Regions from separate parts of the Mus musculus genome. Here region 1 is linked to region 2. A link is a contact called in public Hi-C data. All regions are on one chromosome and are shown on one strand. Each heading gives the region's core, a stretch centred on a gene start, on an enhancer-like site or on the middle of the called end of the contact. The rest is flanking DNA. Distances are from core to core; before and after follow the strand shown. Region 1 overlaps Gm41097 (a long non-coding RNA gene). Region 2 has its middle 55 kb from the start of Gm41097.

Region 1 (6,172 bases), core at 3,202-5,701, 95 kb before region 2:
ATGCCATACTGGTCATGGCTTCAGCATCTGAGAACTTCTGACATACTTTCTCCAGCAAAGCCATATCTTCTACAAGAAGGCCACATCTCCTATTGCGCTACTTCCTATGGTCCAAGCATTCAAACATTTGAATCTATGGAATCCATTCCTATTCAAATCACACCCCATAATGAGTATCACCTTGTCCTCTTTTTCACTGTTTGACTTGTATTAGCCAATGGTGTGTATGTATAGATGTCACTGGGCCAGTTCTGAGCTTGACCTCCTAGGATTCTGAAGTTACTTTAAAAGAAAAATATCCTGGAAAACTTAATAGTTGCTGGTTCAAGGAGAAGAGATGGGTAGAACAGCCTAGGGGGCCATGCCAGCGGAGTGGGGCTAAGTTAGGCAACCTCAAGCTGACCTACAGATGTGTGATCCAGTCTAACCAATAGCAGCTGTGCTCAGCTTTCAACGGACTCTCCATTAACCAGCAGACTGCAAGAACAGGGATGATTGGCTAATGTTTACAATGCCAAGTGTATGGACAGTTTGCTCCACATTAATAATTCATTAACTAGCAGTCATCTAATTAGTGAGGATGGCCTTGGCCTAAATACTATTGCTTAATAAAATGTTTATTCAGATCCAGTTTTCACAAGTGCTAAGCAAAGTTCTTGGGGATATACTAAATTCAGGTGTAGAATTCACACCTAGACCCTGGGTGTGAAAGACTTGAGTCCACAAAGGGAAGATGGCAGCAAACGGAGGCTGATGATCATGAAATGTCTTCTCAGAGTAACTGGCTGCAGTTACATGGACAATGACAGTGTCTTCCAAAGGTGACATTTTATTTCAGTCCAGACTTGCTGGGCAAGAAGTCAGCTTTAAGTTCCTAGAGCAGAGTGTTCCAGGTTGAGGAAACAGCTAGATCAGAGGCCTAACCTGAAAAGGGACCTGTACACTTATGTAAGAGGGGGCTGGTATGGTGGGAATGTGTGGGAACACAGCGAGTCCTTCTCTTTCTTCTGCTCTTTTTAGACTGTTGGAGTCTCACTATAGCTGGGAAAATGTACCAATCCATTTGTTCTCCTGTGCTCTTTTCAATGGTATTCAGCAATGACCTGGTTTTCTTTAAAAAACTTCGCTTGGACTTCAAACAAAAATGGAAACATACCCTCACACTGCCCTTTAAAACAACAATTGTCCCTTAACCTCACTGAACCCAGTGAATGTAAAACAATGAACCATGAATGAATAGCCTAGAGGGAGAAGTGACAAGATTTCACATTCTGTACCCAGAGACAAGACATCTGTCTACACTGTGGTCTGTGCTCTCTAATAGACTTTTCTGTGTGTGGGCTTGGAGATTGACTCACTATGTAGATAAGCTCAGCTCAGGCTTACTCTATAATTTAGGTCTTGCAGATTCTATGACCTTGAGTGGATTTTCTGAACCCTGTATGCTTTGGATTTATTTGTGAACTGATGACTACAACAACGAGTTATGGTTGATATGAGGGTTAACTAAGATAATAATGCTCAATGTCTTGTTTAAAGCACAGAGATATTTGATTGTGAGGAACCCTCGTTATTAAAGATGGCATGAATCTCTTTCTGGCCTGGGTCACTGGGTGTTTCTTTATCTATACTGACCAGGAAAACAAGAGAATATCCCAGTGCTTGCATGTAGCATTTTAAAGTAAGCATGGAATGTACTATTATTATCCAGCAACTGTGCCACTTTAAGACTCTTAATTAATGAAGCCTCCAACATTTTCTAGGGACAAATTATCACCCTCTCTCTGCTCTGATTTTCTGCAGCCATACATGGAAGTACAACCAAGACTTTCCTTCCCTAAATATTCCCATACAGAAATACTGATTACAACCGATTATATACCAGCCATGAGTCTAAAATATGGAAAGTGCAGCATTTATCTTGGAACTATGTTTCTATTTTGTTTACATGATAGTCTGACATCTGAGACCAAAATAAATGTTTTAGAAATCTCCTCCATATCTAATAATCCACTAAACAATCCTTCTCGAAGCTAGTGTCTTTCTTTCAGCATCAAACTTTGAATATCTGGATTATAATTAGCACTGTACCCATATGCCTCCCCTTTTAAGAGAGGGCCTGATCAAGTTTAGTAGCCAGGATACAATGCTACTCATATACAGTCCTGCTGCTGGAAGACGGCAGAAACAGGGCTGTGACATTCTCTCCTGCTGCTGGAGGCACCACAGAGGACAAAAATGCATCTCTGGTTATTTAGATTTGTAAAAAAATCACAAGAGCCACATGCATTTCCTTTACTAGATAGCACTGAATAGGTAATAAAATGTTGCTGGGCAACTCAAAATGCATGATGCAAATGTCACAGTTCCATTCCAACTGATGCTATCTACATAGAAAATGTTCTCCTAGGGCTGATTTGAAAAGCAAGGTGGCATAGCTAACTACCTGGCTAACTGTACATCTTAGCACTTCTACACTAAGGAGAAAACTGGACCAAACATTTAGATCCATCAATAAGGAAATGGAAAAAGCAATGATGACTTAAATTATGTTGGGATTTTGCAACAGAATTCCTATGTAATCTTACTTCAATTTCCCAAGTAACTGGGATTAGATATATGCACCAGGGTGCTCAGTAAGACATGGGAGTCCTGTACTGAATTTTGCTTGACTGCTTAGTATCTGAAAGTACACGTCTTGACTCCTGGATTTCTACAAATAAGGTTTCTCTGGAGCATGTTTTGGGAGGGGATTGACAAATGTTTTAACTCTGAACTGTTCCCTTCTGGCTCCTACTTTTAATGTTTGCCCCTAGCATGTGGCATTGTTTTCAGGGGTGGAGGAGCCTATAGAAGTTGGAATCCAGCTTGAGGAAATGACAGGTCAGAAGAATGAGCCTCTCAAGGTTCTGAGCCAACCTGGTTCTCAGCTCACTGTCTGTTCCCCAAGCTCTATTAATGATGTAGGTAGCTTCAACCCCACACCACCTCCATAAGCTGAGCTGTTATTTGCTAAGTGCTCTCCACTATGATCCACTGGAATCTTCTCAAACCATGAACCCAAAGTAAAATCCCCTCCCCTGAAGGTTTTTTTCCATCTCAGCAATGCAGAAGTAATGATTTCCAGGCGTTCCTACTGTGCCCTGCTCAGTGGGTCCCTGACAGGCATCTGCTGAGGGGTTGGGTAAATGAGAAAAGATCCTTAGGTGAGAAGGTGAGTGGATGAAATAATGAATTATCAGATGAGATCAGTAGGACAGTCTTTTGGAAGAAGACTGCCTGGACTTAGAAGAGAAAGAAATAGTCAGCTCATAAATGACAGATAGACAGGCGGCTCCTATCCCTGTACCCTAAACCACTCGCACAAAGAGTGAACGAAGGAGTCATGTTCAAACATCAGTATGTTGGCACTTTGCCTCATTTTTGAGTAGCTCAAGAGCTGAAAACTCTCATGGTGAAGAAATGCATCCTCCATCAAAACTTGTTTAAGCCAAAGCTGCCCATCCCTTCCACATTAGATACAACTCAGCAATCAAAACCCAGGAATTGCATCTGATCCATGAGATCACACATATACCTTGGCCCACTTTCCTCCAGTGGCTCTCAGGACATCCTGTGATTTCATAATGCATTCCCTGTGAAAAACCTCACCAGCTGGTGCACTTGGCCATATTGGTCATACTGGGTGCTGTTCCCAGAAAGCCACTTCAACTCAAAGTTGGGTGTTACTATTTCTGCTGATTATTCATCTTAGAATGGTCTTCATGTTTCTTTCATTCCTAGTGAAACACTGTTGAGTCTTTGAGATTTGAAATCTCTAGCTCCATATCTCAATGCCTCTTAGGAATCTTTCTATCCTCACCTTCCCACATTGACTTCATTTCTAGCTCTGTGTAAAAATTATAATGGGAGTGATCTGAACAATTATGAGCGGGATGGGAACAGTAATGGGAGTCATAAAAGGAGAAGGATGAGAAGATGACAGATTTATTGAACATTAACTATTACCAGGCACTGGACTAATTCCTTCCCATTTACTATTTTATTGAACCTTGCAAGGGCAGTTATCATCATTACTTTATAGATAAGCCTGGGGCTTTGAAGGGCACTTACATTACCCAGGATCACCCAGCTAACAAGTGTTAGAGATGAGTTTTGAAATCCAGTTCTAACACCATCTAGTTAAGATGAAAAGCCACCACACCCACCTGCCACATCACATCAAGGGAGATTTATAGGTGTTTCTACATTCCCTGCCTCCTCCCTCAGGCTCAGGAAGCAGCCCTAGAGATCGAAATCTTCACTATTAGATTTAGTGCTTGTTTTGTTAACTGCATAAAAGAAGTCAGTGTTGTTTTTAGAGTTATAATAGGCATGGAATGATCTGAACTGGGCCCTTGTGAAGAACACTGGGTGTGGCTAGTGGAAACAAGCTGGTCTCTGATCTAATGGCAGTGGGTATCAGGGGAAATTATTTTACTGTAAAATTTGGTTGGTTCCGGGGTGAAAGGTCCTTCCACTCTGGACCTTTCAGCTTCTTGGCTGTACTTACAGATGAATAATGGGTTTTAGCTGGATGTTTATGTAGCAGAGTTTACTCTAGCTGAGAGTGTCTGGGTCCTTTCTGCAGCAAGACCCTGAACTGACTGAAACTGACACCAGTCAGATTTGATCCCGGTGGCTCTCTCATCTCCTCATAACACCCTGAAAATCTTTATTTACTCAAAATGAGCCGTGGCTTTTAACTGTTATTGGAAAATATTCTATTATCTACTGTCAATGGACAGTCACCGTCAGGGATAGCTCAGCCCCCACTTTCACTCCAGCCTGCTTTCCAGACCTGTTCTCATCAAATCTGCACAAGACTCCATCTTTCTATGGCACTCAGCAGCCTAGTGTGCTCCTTCAGATGCCCCTTCCTCCAGAAAGTCATGAAATAAACTCTTGTTGGCCACAAGGGAAGGAAGTTTCATGTATATGTAGGTCCTCACTTGCTAAACATCATTCTGATTCTTATTGACTATACTTTTCTCAAGTGAATACATCATATTCACTCTTGGAAGAAACAATGTTTCAAATTAACTATTTTATTTAATATTCAGACATTCATATGATGCTTAGATCCAATCCACCCCCTATTTCTTCTCCTTAAACTCCTGCCCTATCTGTCACCCCTGCAGTCCCCTCCCAACTTCATGAACATTTCCTTCCTTCCCAGCTGTGTAAAGTGATGACACAACTTCTCCATGGTGTGATTAGGGGAAGTTGGGAATAGGTTTATTGTAGACATGAGAGAGAAAAGAGTCAGCAGCCTCTGAAAGAGTCAAGAGCAGAGAAAGAAGTAGACTGGATACAGCAAGCAGACTGAATCTGGTCGTGAGAGAAACAGGGACAGAGCAGAGATACAGAAAGGGTCTTAGAGAGCAGAGAGAGAGAGCAGGGGAACAGAGATAGATGAAGGGAGACAGAGAGACAGGGAGAGTGAGCAGAGTCAAAATAGAAGGGTTATAAGGAGACAGAGTAGCTGGGGGTGCTTGTGATACTGAGGGAGCCCAGAGGCCAGTATTTGCCTTGGTACTCTAATAGGTACCAGTTACCCATTTGTCATGTCTGACTTTTGAAATCTGGGGAAATAGAACTTCCTTAGGTCCTTTGGACCTAATACCAACTTAGCCCACAACTGCCACCCTTGTGTGTGTGTGTGTCTGTCTGTCTCTGTCATCCTCTCTCGCTCTCTCTCTCTCTCTCTCCCTCTCCCTCCCCCTCTCCCTCTCCCTCTCCCTCTCTCTCTCTCTCTCTCTCTCTCTCTCTCTCTCTCTCTCTCTCTCCCTTCCTCCCTCCCTCCCCCCCCTTTCTCTTGAATTTGATGCCCATTGAATCCATTTAACACTGCTTGTATGTTCATGGGTATAGGACCACTTTCTAAAGTGTGACAGTATCTCTATGCCTGTATCCTCTAGGAAAACTGACTCCCTCTCTCTTAGCAGCCATCAGTTGCCATTAGCTCCTCAGATAGGAGTGGTGCTTATTGAGCACCTGCTCTGTCCATGCTGGAATTTGACCTGGTTTTATTCCATGCAAATGTTGTATATGTGATTCCCCTATTGAGAATCCATTTGTGAAACTCCACTGCTATGTCCAGAAAATATAATTTTGCTATAGAAATCCATTT
Region 2 (6,222 bases), core at 2,035-4,534:
GAGTATGTCATCAAATTGACAAATATGGACTGGATATTAATTGTTATCATACTTTTGGAATTTACAGGGTTATTATGGTTTTGTCCCATTTATGTCTGGGAGAAGAGGTTTGGTTGTTTGTTTTCTGTTTTTTTTTTAATTGGACAGAAAAGATGAGATGTAGAGATGGTTATGATGCTAAGGTCCTGTTGCCCCAATTGGTTCTTTATCCATCAATAAATATGCTAGCGGCCAATGAGCTGGGTGGAATAAGCAAGAATTCTGGGTCCCCTCAGGCAGGCTAGCAGATTTCAAGAGAGGGAGGGAGGGAGGGAGAGAGAGAGAGAGAGAGAGAGAGAGAGAGAGAGAGAGAGAGAGAGAGAGAAGGTGTTTTCATCATGCTTCAGAGGGAGAAAAGCCAATCAGCCATGTGAGATCTTGGATGGAGCAGCCATAGACCAGTTCTCCAGGTGGAAAGTTGGGGTGATGACCTGGGAGTGAAGGTGGCTGAACAACTGAAGCTAGAGCAGGTTAAGAGGTGATGAGCTAAAAGTATTGGGAAGGACATGCTAGCCATGGTAGACTGGAGGCACCCAGCAGTTGAGCCAAGAAGGCAAGTTGAAATTGGGCAATGTGTGTGTTTTTCATCCATAGATTCAATATTCTCTGCAAAGGAGCCTGGTAGTGTGGCCTGTTCCCAGACCATAGGCAGGGTAGCAAAAGCTATATGCTACAGGCATGTGGTACAACCTTGGGAACATGCAATAGGGTGCATTCTGAGCTAACTGAGCAGAAAGCGGACTTGCCTGCCACATTATCTCTTTGCTCCAGGACACAGTCTGGATATTGCCACTCTCCAGAATGATGTTAGATATTGAGAATTACTCCCTATCATGAAGACAAATCCAAAACATGAGAGTGGCCCACCAACAGAATTGATCCTCAGCACTAAGTTTCCTTATCCAGACAGAAGGATGGAAGGACTGGCCTACTTTAGTCAGGTTTTGCAACTTTTAGGAAGTGTATGTAGTGCAGACCACTGGTGAGGATTGAGGGCAATGGAGATGAGGACAAGGGCCTCAGTTTCAGAGGCAGCAGGATTTCTGACAAAGCTACCAATTGTTTGTTCAGCAATATCAGACTTCATGAGATAGAAATGTCCATGAGGTTTCAAAATAAGCCCACATGACAGATGATTCATTGTATATAGAAAGAGAGACTTTCAACATCCAAAGATTCAGAGCAGGGTGCTTAACTCAGTTGGCAGAATGGCAGAGGCCCCAGATTCCATGTCCAGTAGCAAATAAACCAGGAATACGGTGCATGTCTGTTATCCTGCTATTCGGAAGGGGGAGGCAGGCAGACCAGGAGTTCCAGGTCATTCTCTGACATAATGAGGTCAGGGTAGCCTGGCTTACAGGAGACCAGGTCTTAAATTTTAAACAACAAACACAAACAAGCAAACAAACAAACAAAAAACCCAGAAATAACAACTACAACAAGCAACGGAAACCCACTCATTTAAATGAAGTTTAACACCATTTGCAAAGTTGTACTGATCTCCTCCAAACAGAAGCCCAAAGTCCTGTCTGCAAACAGAAATGAAGCTGCATAGGTGGGAGTAAGGACCTGAAGAAGCTCCTTGCTGAAGTAGAAGCTGAAGCTTCAGAGGTCTCTGCCTGACTGGAGAGAGAAACACGGTTTCCTTTGCTTCTGAGACAGAGCAGAGACATGCTCAAAAAAAAAAAAAAAAAAAAAAAAAAAAGACAGGAGGTCACTCTACTGAGACAATCATCTTGCATGCCCATTTGTACCACCAAATAGTCGATGTCTCTAATACTGTGGAAATATGAGGTGATCTTGGGATATTAAGTCTGTTAGTAGCATCAATCTGGAGACTAACCAACTGGGACTGTTCAGTGGCAGCGTGGGCATAAGCTCAGAGGCAAAACCCATTTAAAGGCAGAGAGACAGAGAACAGACCACCCAGAAAATGCCCTACCAGGCGAAAATCTCAGGCTAAAGAAGATGCCACCATGAAACCAAGAAATACACAGAGGCAAATTCAGTCAGGCAACCATGACAGGAAAGACAGGAGGCCACTAATAGGAAAGTGGCAGATATGAGTGCTGGAATTAGCAAGTGACATTACTAAGCCTCACTGGGCCTCATTTCTCTTACCAGTGACATGACTGTTAGGCAGTTCCTACCCACCAACACTGCTGTGGATTTTAAGTAACCAAATCTGGTTTTCCATTTGTGTGTGTGTGTGTGTGTGTGTGTGTGTGTGTGTGTGTGTGTGTGTGTGGTGGGGGTTGGCCTGAGGACTGAGGTAGATACTCTCTACCATACCTTGAGGCAGCATCTCTCAGTCAGACCCAGAGCTTTCCTATATGGTTGGTCTCCTTAGCCAGCTTGTGCTGGGAAACCCTGCCTTCCAGGCAGATTGCCATACTCAACTGGCATCTGCATAGGTTCTGGGGATCTGAACCTGCATCTTCACACTTGCAGAGCAAGGGCTTTGACTACAGAGCCATCCCCATGGCGCCCTGTTGTGGGATTTTAAAGCTTCTTTCATCATAGCACCCAATGCAGAGTAAGTGCTGCCAGCGTTGTAGCTGCCATTGTTGGTAATTTAGTGTACAATCTGTCTTGTGTTAAGTTTAGCTAACCAGGGCATGGGAAAATAGCAGAATTAACAGTTAAATGGGATGGCAACCATGCTTTTACTTAAGATAACGACCTTTTCATTAAACTAACTCTTAGTAGCTCTTGCCCTGACACACTAAGCATGTGCGTGCTGATTTAGCCTCAGGGTTTGGCTATACAATCAGTGTGTATTCTGGCATCTAGTTTGTGTTGTGGGGCTAAAGCATGATAGTGCCTGTAAAACTCTATTGTTTCTCATTATCAATATCATTAAAACACTAGTAATACAATACAACAGTAGAGAGTCGAATAATTCAATTTAAAGTCTGCCAGTCAAACACAGAGGGAGGACTCAGCTGAAGCCCTTTTCCAAAAGGAAGTTAAAATCAATTTTGATCTTTTTCTTTTTTGGGGGGAGGGCTGAGATAATAAGATAAAAGTTTTGTAAATCACAACACATATTTCATCTAGTGTCTACAAAAGCAAAGGTTTTAAAGATCTTTCAACTTGTCGTCTCTAAGATATTTTGACCTCTACTTTTTATATTACCAGCAAAATAGGCAATTTGTCTTTCAGATTTAAAGCAAGACACTGTCTGGAACGCAGGGGAAACTGCACCATCTGCTGGCCGGAGTGGAGAACTGCTGGGAAGAGGACACTTTCTGCTGAGGAGGTAGAGTTTCTAGCTATGGGCTTGCAAATGGAAAACCCAGACACAGTTGGAGTCTCTGAAAGGTCACAGCTTGAATCACACTGCCATGCTGCTTCTCCTGTGACAACTGGCTCTTGCTTGTCTCTAGGAACACCATCAGCCTTTTCAACTCAAGAAGCAGGAAGTCATCCAGTGAGAGCCAGCTGGGTGTTCTGATAACTGGTTTCCTTGCTTTGTCCTTTGGCCTGGCTGGGAGTGCATCAGAGCCTGTGTTCCAAGGCCTGTGCAGTTTCAGACCAGCACAGGGCTCCAGAGTTCCTCTGCCTCTCCCTTCTTTTCCGTAGGGTTTCAGGCCTGTGGGATTGCAGCCTATAGAGGAAGCCAAGGAATCATGCCATTGGAGCTGAGTGAACAAGACACCTGCTGCCTGTTCTGTTTTGGGGTTCCACCTCTCCAAGGCACAGAGCAACTCAGGTGGCCTCATTTTAAACAATTTTCAAACTCAGAAGGCTTTACATACAGTAGAAAGTTCTGGACACAGGGCAAGCTGTGCCTTTGAGACTGCTTCTGAGCCCTATGTAGATTCTGGATATACTGGCTAGTTTTATGTGTCAACTTGCCCCAAGCAAGAGTCCTGAGAGAGGATGGAGCCTCAGTTGAGAAAATGTCATCATGAGATCCAGCTGTAAGGCGTTTTCTCAATTATTTATCAGTGGGGGAGGGGCCAGCTCATGGTAGACGGTGCCATCCCTGCAGTGATGCTTCTGCGTTTTGTAAGAAAGGGGGCTGGATAAGTCATGGGAAGCAATCCAGTAAGCAGCATCTCCCCATGGCCTTTGCATCAGCTCCTGTCTTAGGTTCCTGTCCTGATTGGGTTCCTGCATTGACGTCCCTCAGTGATGAACAGCAACATGGACGTGTAAGCCAATCTTCCTCAACTTGCTCTTTCGTTATGATGTTTCATCGTAGCAATAAAATCCCTACGACTCTGGCCAATGTGCTAACTACTGTCACATGTGCGTTTGTATATTAATAATTCATGTAATTCTCTAAACAACCTCATGAGGATGATTCCAGTGAAATTGTCATTTTAAAGACAAGGAAACTGAGGCAGGCCATGTTCTTTTCAACGATTCAAAGAGAAAGACCACCGACTCAAATCATCATGGCCAGATTATTTAAAACAAACAATTAAAGCAAGCTTTTATTATTATAATTATGATTCTTATTTATGTACATAAGCTGGGCTGTCTCCCTCTTAAGGCAGGGCTCAAGAGATCAACACTGTATGTGAGGAAGGTAAGATGTTTTTAGCTCTGAGGGGTAGGGGATTTCCAAATAGGGGATTTGGCAGGCAAAATTGGCAGGGTTACAGAAGCAGAATAGAAGCATAACAAGTTGGCCATAACATACTCCTAAAACAAAAGCATGATTTCAAGTTGGTCATAATAAGGGGGTCATAACAAGGTAGGCGTCACAGCAGATGGTCATAATAACCTTCTGAAACAGAGGCACGGTTGCTGTTTCCTGGAACAGATAGTCCAGAACCATTTTTAGTTAAGGTTATAGGTGGGGCATAGCCCAATCCTCGAGAAATAGCATTTTATTGGCATTTCATTTAACGGCTTCAGGGATCTCAAAAGCAAGTATATCGAGCTTCTGGGGCTAAAGCAAGCTTGCCGGGAGCCCTGACGTGGCATGCAGGAAGAGAGCCTAAAGGAGCTCCTCCAACTGCACCATTAGGCAGTGGCAGACTCAGAAGGCTAAAGGTGCCCTTCAAGGATAGTCAGTTGGTGGAGTGCCTGCCTACTGTGTTGAAGCGCTAGGTTTAATCCACAGCATTGCATAAACCTAGCTATGGAGGCTCATGTCTTTGATCCCAGCAAATAACAGTAGAGGCAGGATCACCCTCAGCTAAGTTCCAAGCTAGCCCGCACCACACAAACCATCTCTCAAAAACAAATATGTTCTAATATTTTTTTTTAATAAAGTAGGGGGAAAACAAAGGCCTCCTATTGGCTGAAGTCACCCTGAAGCTTTTCTTGAGTTTTGCAGATAGCAAGTCTGAAATGAGTCCCCGACTTACAGGATACTAAGTCAACTGGCAGACTGTGCTTCTCAGACTCGTCTGACTAGGCATTACAACTGTAGAACAAAAAGAGAAACACAAGCTGAAGTGCAATTTCAAATGACGGCCTTTCTGGGATTATGGGTGGCCAGGAGCTGAGCTCTGGGTCTCCCAGTGGCTGCAGTTCCCAGCTGCTTCTCAGAGTTGCTGTGGGCTGTGGCGACAGTGCACATTTCTGCCTCTGCTGACACAAGACACTTTAGACTAGCTTTGCTTCAGACATTTCTCCCCCATCTACTGGGTATTAACACAGAATTGACTATTAACTCATCACTAGAAGCAAAGAAACACCCTGCCTGTTTGGAGGAGTCACCCTCCAGAGGTGAACATATGTTGAAACTGTATTCTGCCATAAGATATATGTCAGAGTATTCTTATCTTCACCCCTCCCAAAATAAAGCAACTAAGTTACCCTTTACTTTTCATTCTAACATTCAGGCTACCTTAACATGTTTCTTAGCCTACCAATTTAAAAATGCATATTTATTTTACTTTAATAATCATGTGTATTCATGTGTGTTGAGTCAGGGGTGGGAGTGGGTGGGTGATTATGTGTCTTCATGAAGCGTCTCCAGAAGCCAGAGGTAGCAGATCCCTCGGAGCGGGAGTTACGCATGGTTGTGAGCCACCTTCCATGGGTGCTGAGAACTGACCTGGAGTCCTCAGAAGGGCAGCACAGTCTTCTCTGGGACATTGTCTAAAACATTACTGGTCTCTACTGCGTATATCATCAAAATCCATAAAACTCAAAGGATTCCTCTGACAGCCAAGCATTGATGAGTTGCTCAAGCCTCACAATCATTTTGACTCAATT

What was found. A called contact is a pair of places that touch in the nucleus more often than the background predicts.
Region 1: a contact with region 2 is called in a Hi-C map of the N1E-115 cell line, with 4 times the contacts expected there. The contact joins two enhancer-like sites. A contact is called at or near these places in 5 of 484 Hi-C or Micro-C datasets (the 3T3-L1 cell line, the C2C12 cell line, the N1E-115 cell line and 2 more).

The regions. Positions count from the first base shown.
Region 1 is chr14:9,486,755-9,492,926 of GRCm38.p6, reverse strand. All of the region lies in intron 1 of Gm41097 (a long non-coding RNA gene), which reads right to left. Among named protein-coding and RNA genes, the nearest start is that of Gm41096, 40 kb to the left of the region's middle. Within about 2 kb of position 4,451, at least 6 of the 459 cell types and tissues checked have an H3K27ac peak or open chromatin away from gene starts, as enhancers often do. A contact at or near this core is called in the N1E-115 cell line, where this site is marked.
Region 2 is chr14:9,390,688-9,396,909 of GRCm38.p6, reverse strand. No RefSeq gene overlaps it. Among named protein-coding and RNA genes, the nearest start is that of Gm41097, 55 kb to the left of the region's middle. Within about 2 kb of position 3,284, at least 25 of the 459 cell types and tissues checked have an H3K27ac peak or open chromatin away from gene starts, as enhancers often do. A contact at or near this core is called in the N1E-115 cell line, where this site is marked.